Linked DNA regions of Sus scrofa: region 2 is linked to region 1. The links are chromatin contacts, called in public Hi-C maps. All regions are on one chromosome and are shown on one strand. The core of a region is the stretch at or near the end of the contact, and the rest is flanking DNA. Distances in the headings are between cores, read along the strand shown.

Evidence for each region. Hi-C and Micro-C count contacts between places; a contact is called where the count stands out from the background.
Region 2: a Hi-C map of embryonic fibroblasts shows a contact between it and region 1, with 1.7 times the contacts expected there. The contact joins the promoter of ZFP62 here to the promoter of TRIM52 in region 1. A contact is called at or near these places in 1 of 47 Hi-C or Micro-C datasets (embryonic fibroblasts) and 1 of 2 datasets of contacts at active chromatin or transcription factors (alveolar macrophages).

The regions. Positions count from the first base shown.
Region 1 is chr2:57,243,538-57,247,062 of Sscrofa11.1, reverse strand. TRIM52 (tripartite motif-containing protein 52) reads right to left here and starts at 1,740. Exons shown (of 9, transcript XM_021083413.1): 1 at 1,372-1,740.
Region 2 is chr2:57,846,899-57,850,423 of Sscrofa11.1, reverse strand. ZFP62 (zinc finger protein 62 homolog) reads right to left here and starts at 1,633. Exons shown (of 2, transcript XM_013991870.2): 1 at 1,616-1,633. It overlaps LOC102164181 (a long non-coding RNA gene), which reads left to right. Exons shown (of 3, transcript XR_002341589.1): 2 at 822-1,027; 3 at 1,555-2,023. It also overlaps a transcript of MGAT1 not described here.

The sequences.
Region 1 (3,525 bases), core at 491-2,990:
TCCCTGGCCCCACTCTCTTCTACCAATCTCCTGCCCAGACATCCAGGGTGCTTCTCCTTTAAGTGTTTCCCATGAGGAGCTGAGGATTGAATCCTCCTGTAGGTGCATCCTATTGGGTTCAGGAGCCTCAAGTTGGAGCTGATGTCTAACCTCCAGCTGAAGTTTGGCCTTTCTCCCATGGTGAATGGAGCAAAAAGCTCAGCAGGATTAGCAGAACTTGTGCTTTTGGTCCCAGATAGAAGCCACAGATGTTTTCAAATCGCATGAAAAGTTGTTGCAGACACCTGGAAATATGCTTTCCCCCCACTACTTCCAAATTCTAGGGAATTCTTACTATTTAAGCCCATTATTTAATGTGTTAACTTAGAAGCGCATATATGTTACACATCGAAAACTCACATTTCTTTTTAAAAGTTTTGTATTTCTATTTAAATTTTAATAGCTTTATAAAAACATACTTGGGTTCCTTTGGAATCCTATATTTTTCATTTTGTTATTAAAAACACTCGGAGACCCGGCCCAAGCACAAAAAAGTCCCAGTGCTGCCACCTAGCGTCCTCTCTAGGCCCTATTTCACATCTGTAAATGGTAAACCTTGGAAGTTGAGAACCGAAATGTCTTCTGGTACGTGCAGCCCTTAGAACAGAGCCTGGAATAAAGGACATCAGCTATTATTATTGCAGTAATGGTGGACACCTCCCCGCCTGTGCTAATAAACTTTCAGTGATCTGTGCTGTCAGGGTGGGCGGTGACTCGTGGGAGCTGTTGAGAATCCCGGAAGTAAGGCCCAGCTGTTTTGAATGCAGAACGGAAATTGACAAAGAATGGAAATTCTGAGTCATGTCAGAGAAACCCTCGAAGCACCTCCTCACCCTCTATCCAAAGGGTCGCCCAGGCAACCCGACAGAACCTTGCCAAGGGACCAGAAAGACTTATAGCGACCGATGGGCAGTTGCCAGGCCGAGCTAGAAGGCAGGAGGCATGGAGGATGCGTTCAGATTCCCACCCCAACGTAGCTTCCCTAAGGCCTTCCAGCAGGAAGCTGTGGCGTCGGCTAGGTCGCAGGTGGCGGGGGGTGGGGTGGTGGTGGTGATGGTGGCACAGGCCCACTGGCCCCTGGGGTCCTCACCTTGCAAGGCCGCTCACTCTATCAATGGGCTGCAATGGGAGGCGGCAGAGCCTCTGTCTAACCCGAGGCTCAACGACCCCTTCAGTCTTGGTTCAGCTCTCCAATTCACCAGCCTCCCCCCCAAAAACCTTGAAGTGGCCTCCAAATTCTTGGCCGATCTCTCCCTTGCACCCCTCCCCAGCTCTCGGCTGGGGCGCGACTGGGTATCCGCCCCCGGCCCCTCAGCCTCTCCTCCAGGTTACCTGCCGCGCCCTCCGGCACCAGCCCCAAGAGCAGCAACACCAGCAGCGGTGGCGGCGGCAACGGCCGGCCCCGGAAGCTCCCGGGGCTCGGCTGCCCCCTGGTCGCCAGCCTCACGCGCAGCCCCAGGGCGCAAGTGCCCGCGGAGTCCGTCTTCAGCTGTGGGGCCGGTGGCCTGTTGCCAACGCCGGTCACCGGCCGACCACAGCACGCGTCCCTCGCCCGGTCCGGAGCGGGGAGCGCTCAGCGCCTCCAGAGCCGCCCCTTCTGCGACTCCGTTCTAGCCTCAAGCTGAAGCTCTGGCTCTCGCCGGGTTCCCGCTGAGGTTCCCAGGCGGCCTGGGGGCCCGCCCACCGCTCCTCGATGGCCCCCTCTGCTGGGCTTCGGAAGAAAAACACCCCCTTCCCATCTGATAATTGTGAAGTAAAGCAATTACTACCACACGAAATGAGATCACTGAGGTGAAGTTAACGTTACAGCCATTTGAAAAGTCGGGCAATGTCTGCGACAACGGTCATGTGATTCGAAAATACCTGTTTCTGTTGGGGACCGAGGCACAGATTCTGCTAACTCCACGGAGCTTCGCTACCTCCGTTCATCACTGGAAAAATGGCTACAGTTCAGCTAGCCGATAGAGAAAAATAAAGGTTATTTTCCCCATCTAGTTTCCCAGAACCCCTGACTGCAGACCAGGGACTCCCATGGTCAAGATAATAGTTTTCAGCTGGACGTTTTTCTTCCTTTCTTCGTACCTTCTCTCTCTTCTTTCTCATTCTTTTTCCTTCATTCCTTCCTCTCTTTCTTTTCCTTCCTTCCTTCCTTCCTCTTTCTCTCCCTCCCTCCCCTCTTCCTTCCTTATCTTGCTGCATATGGAAGTTCCGCTAGACCTATGGGGCAGCAGCCTCCCAAACGCTTGATCCCAGCCATATATCTCTGACCTATGCAGTAGTTTGCCTCAACCACTGAGAGGCCCGGGATGGAACCTGTATCTTCACAGAGGCAATATGGAGTACTTGACCCACTGAGTCATAACGGGAACTCCTGGCCAGTTTTCTGATATTTGAAAATTCATAAGGCATTTCCCTCGTGGCTCAGCATGTTTAAGGATACAGTATTGTCACTGTAGTGGCTCGGGTTGCTGCAGTGGCTGGGTTTGGATCCCAAGTCTGGGAACTTCGGCATGCCCTGTGAGGGGCACGCGCATGCACGCGCGCACACGCACAATTCGTTGGAAGGACTTTGGTGATCCTGACTGGGGTGAATAGGGGGGAGGAATTTACACATCAGAGGGAGGGTCCAGGAGTGCCAGAAGTATTCTTACCCTGTCTTGGGGCCATCACACGCATGGTGTCCTGCCAGGCCGGTATGAGGGGAGAAGCCAGACTGTAATGATCTGAATCTAGAACACAACAATTTGTTGAGTTTTAATATTGTCAAAAGGACACATAGAGTAGAAAGAATAGAGGAAGGTGAGCATCAGAAAGTATAGTTAATCAGGAGTTCCCGTCGTGGCGCAGTGGTTAACGAATCCGACTAGGAACCATGAGGTTGCGGGTTCGGTCCCTGCCCTTGCTCAGTGGGTTAAGGATCCAGCGTTGCCGTGAGCTGTGGTGTAGGTTGCAGACGCGGCTCGGATCCCATGTTGCTGTGGCTCTGGCGTAGGCCGGTGGCTACAGCTCCGATTCAACCCCTAGCCTGGGAACCTCCATATGCCGCGGGAGCGGCCCAAGAAATAGCAACAGCAAAAAGACAAAAAAAAAAAAAAAAAGTATAGTTAATCAAGTTAAAAATAAATAAAGGAAAAAACATACAAAAATAACAAATCCGCATTTTGATATGATTATTACATTCCAAAGGTTGTGACATATTGGCAGGCATTAGTTGCAAAAATTACAGAGAAATTTATTTTTGTAGGTCATCCAGGTTTCTTCAGGGGGCCAAACCAAATAAAATGACCCAGTTAGTTTTGGTTTGCTTTAAGGTGTTAGCGCAAGTTCCTGTACCAGAAGCAGTGAGGCCAAATAAACCGAAAAGTCAGAGTTTGGAGCAGAGAAGTGTTTATTGCAGGGCCGTGTGTGGAGATGGGTTGCTCATGCCCCCCAAATAGCCCAAACTCACTTAACTTGAAATCAAACATGGTTACTGGAGGGGACAGG
Region 2 (3,525 bases), core at 384-2,883, 600 kb before region 1:
AACAATGACCAACTGGGCAATCCAATATCATTTGGCAGGGGGGGGGGGTGTCTTTGTGTTCGGATGATCTCTAAGACAGATTAAGCAAAAGCAGCAAGGGGCAGAACTCTGAACAGTATCCTACCACCTGTGTGAAAAAATGGGGAACTAACTGCATTCATATTTGCCAGGGTTTGCATAAAGAAACTCGGGAAGATATACTGAAACTAACAAATGCGGCTGGTTATCTAAGGGAGTTGGGCCTAGCAAGATGGCTAGGCAGAAAGAAACCTTTTCACTGATACATTTTCATATTCTTAATACCTGAACCATTAAGAATACAATACATATTCAAAAATTTATTAAAAAGAAAACTCTCGTGCTTTCAAAAAGAAATACTCCTGGTGGCCACCCTGTCCAAACGTCTCAGGGCAGCACACCTAGCCCCAGCATTCCTCATTCTTCTTTCTCAACCCAACGCCTGGTTTCCCTCAGGCTGTCCTCAGGTCGAGAAGGCTCCTCGACCTTCTACTTCCTACCTAGTCAATTCCTTCCCATCTTGTGGACCCTGCGACAGGCAGTCTCCCCGCGGGATCCTGTATAACAGGTGAGCTTTCCCTGGGGCGAATACCAGGAGTGGCTACCAGCAGCTCCACCCACACCTGCAGGAGGAGTCTCTCAACACCATTCCCCCATCAAGAAAAAAAAAGGGGGGCGGGGTCCAATCGGATCACCCCCTGGGATCCCTCCAACACCCGTATTTACTCTCAAATCTCAGGGCAAAACTTAACTGCCGCGTAGGCACAACCAGAGGCTAATTTTCAGGGTTCCCCTCCCGCCAGAGACAGCAGTGAAGAACTGAGAAACACCGGTGCGAGGCCCCGGCCCTTCTCCACACACCAGGCAGCCCCAACCCGGGCCTGGCCCGCTCCAACAGTCGGAGGTGGAGCTCACAAGGACCGAAATACGTTCCAGGGCTGCGCCCTACACCCGTCCGCAGGCCCGAAGTCTACCCTCCGCTCCACTCCCTCGGAACGCGCTTCCTGAGGTGTGTGTGGGGAGCGGGCACGCTTCCTCCCGGATCCCGCCCGAGACCCCGGGTAGTCAGGACCCGGCCACGAAGGGAAGGGCGTGGCAGGCTAGGGCCAGGGGCGGGAGCGCGGGCAGCCGCGGACTCACGTACTGGCTGTGGCGGCGCCGCGGGAGCCCGGCCGCCGGCGGGACAAAAGCACAGACGGCCCTACCGGAAAAACCCACACCGGCTCCGGGGAACTTCCGGGTCCTCTCTGGGAAGCTGGAGGACTGACTCTATGGTCGCTTCCCCCCTTCGGGCATGTGACCGTGGTGGGCTGCGAGGGCGTGGACGCCGGGGGAGGGTTTTTCTTTTAGTATTTACCCAGCTCTTCTAGTGGCACTTACTGGGCTGGAACCGGAGAAATTACCGCGAAGATGACAGTTTTTGATGACTTTATGTGCCGGGGGGGGGGGGGGGGGGGACAGAGAGTAAAGCAAATAAGTGGGTCGGTAAAATAAACACCTAAAGGCCTTTGTTCTTGAAAACACATTTCGTTACAGAAAGAGGCCCCAGGGCCACCCCAGGAGGGAGGAGTGATGGTGGAGGAGAGCGTGCGCGGACCTGGGTACACCGCCAGTCTTCCAGCGGTGGGCGTTTCGGACGCAGGCTTCCGGCCCTTATGCTAGCCCTGGGGAGGCGCTCCCGGCCAGGCTGTCTCCTGACCAGACCTGACCCCTAACCTGCAGCGGCGTCAGCGGATTGGAACCTCTGTGTCGGGTTCTGAAACCCGGCCTTGAAAGCTTTTTAAAGTAATAGTTTTTTTTTTTTTTTTCAGTCTTTTAATAACTTGGAAAAGACATTTGGAGGGCACATTGTGAATACTGACATTAAAAAACAAACAAAAAACCAACTGCTTCTCATTCTTTAATAAGAGTATTTAAAGTATGGTAGTTCCTGAGCGCCTCAGCTGTTAACGAACCTGACAAGTATCCATGAAGACACGGGTTCCATCCCTGCCCTCCCTCAGTGGGTTAAGGATCTGGCTTTGCCGTGAGCAGTGGTTTAGGTTGCAGACCGGGCTCAGATTCTTCATGGCTGTGGTGTACGCTGGCAGCTACAGCTCCAATTCTACTCCTAGCCTGGGAACTTTCGTATGTCGCGAGTCCAGCCCTAAAAGGACCAAAAAAAAAAAAAAAAAAAGTATCCAAAGTACTTTAAATTCGTGGCTATTTGATACTATCATCCACTTTGTGATGAATTTTACATCTTTATGGGTTTTCTCCTTAAACATTTTTATGTCCCTCACGTGTTTTTTATTCAAATCAAAAATATTTTCATTCTGCATACATCACTCAATTTTATCATAATGTAAAATAGTTTTATGCTTTGTTTATTGTTCACCACAGTATGCATTTCTGTAACAAAATTAGTATTTATGTTAAATATTTTCTGGATTATTAAGAAGTATATAAATTGCAGAATATTACTATTGATTCTTAGGCAAAAAGTGAAATGCTTGGACGCACAACTTTTTAAGATGGATTTTTTAACAGTTCAATATATGCAAATTACTTGGATGGATTTTATTTAACGCTGAAGTGAGCAGATGTTCAGCATCATTTCTATACCTATTTTTCATTTTTTATAGATGCAGGTAAGTAGAAGGAATAGAAAGGGTTTTCTTGTAGCAATGGATGTTTGACCCATTTGGCTCCATGAGTACCCAATAATCCTTTGTCACAGAGAAGACCCAGGTAACTTCCAACCAGGACTTTCTCAGGCTGCCTGGATTTAGGTAAAAACACATGCATAATTTTGAGATACACCCTCCCAAAGTAATCTAGAATGTATGTAGAGCACTTGAAAAATGACTAGCTGGCTGAGCATCTGAATTTTTAATTAGTTAAATAGTCGCATGTGGCTAACAGCCACCTTATTAGATAGCACACCTCTAGAGGTTACTTTGAGCAGTCCTCACATGCCTCTAGAAGGATTCAGATAGAAGGTTGCTATATTGGGCCAGCCTGTTGCCCATGGCAGAGGAAAGACTGTTTTTTAGTTTGTTTATTTTTCCCTTTAGGCAGCAAAGTGGAAAATATTTATGTCCGGGCTGGGGTGGCTTTGCTCAGTGAAAGGTAGTATGGAGATGGGAGTGTGGGAGTGTGAGAGACCCACGTAATCTTAATTCAGGTGATTTTTATTTTAGATGATTCTTTTCCTCCACAAGATTTTTTGTACTCCAGGCACCTTTTGTTTAGACTTGTGTCTACACACACACACACACACACACACACAGAGGCACATGTGCTTCTTCTAGTATCTAATACCTGTCTTTTCTGGAAATCTACAAATCAGAGTAGTATGTAGACCTGCCCTGCCCAATATTGCAGCCAGTATTTACATATGGCTATTAAGCATGTGAAACACAGTCTGTGCTGTAAATGTAGAATCCACATTGGGTTTCTAAGACTTGGTAGAAAAAGAGAATGTAAGACATTATTAATTTTTATGTTGATTACATACTGAAATGA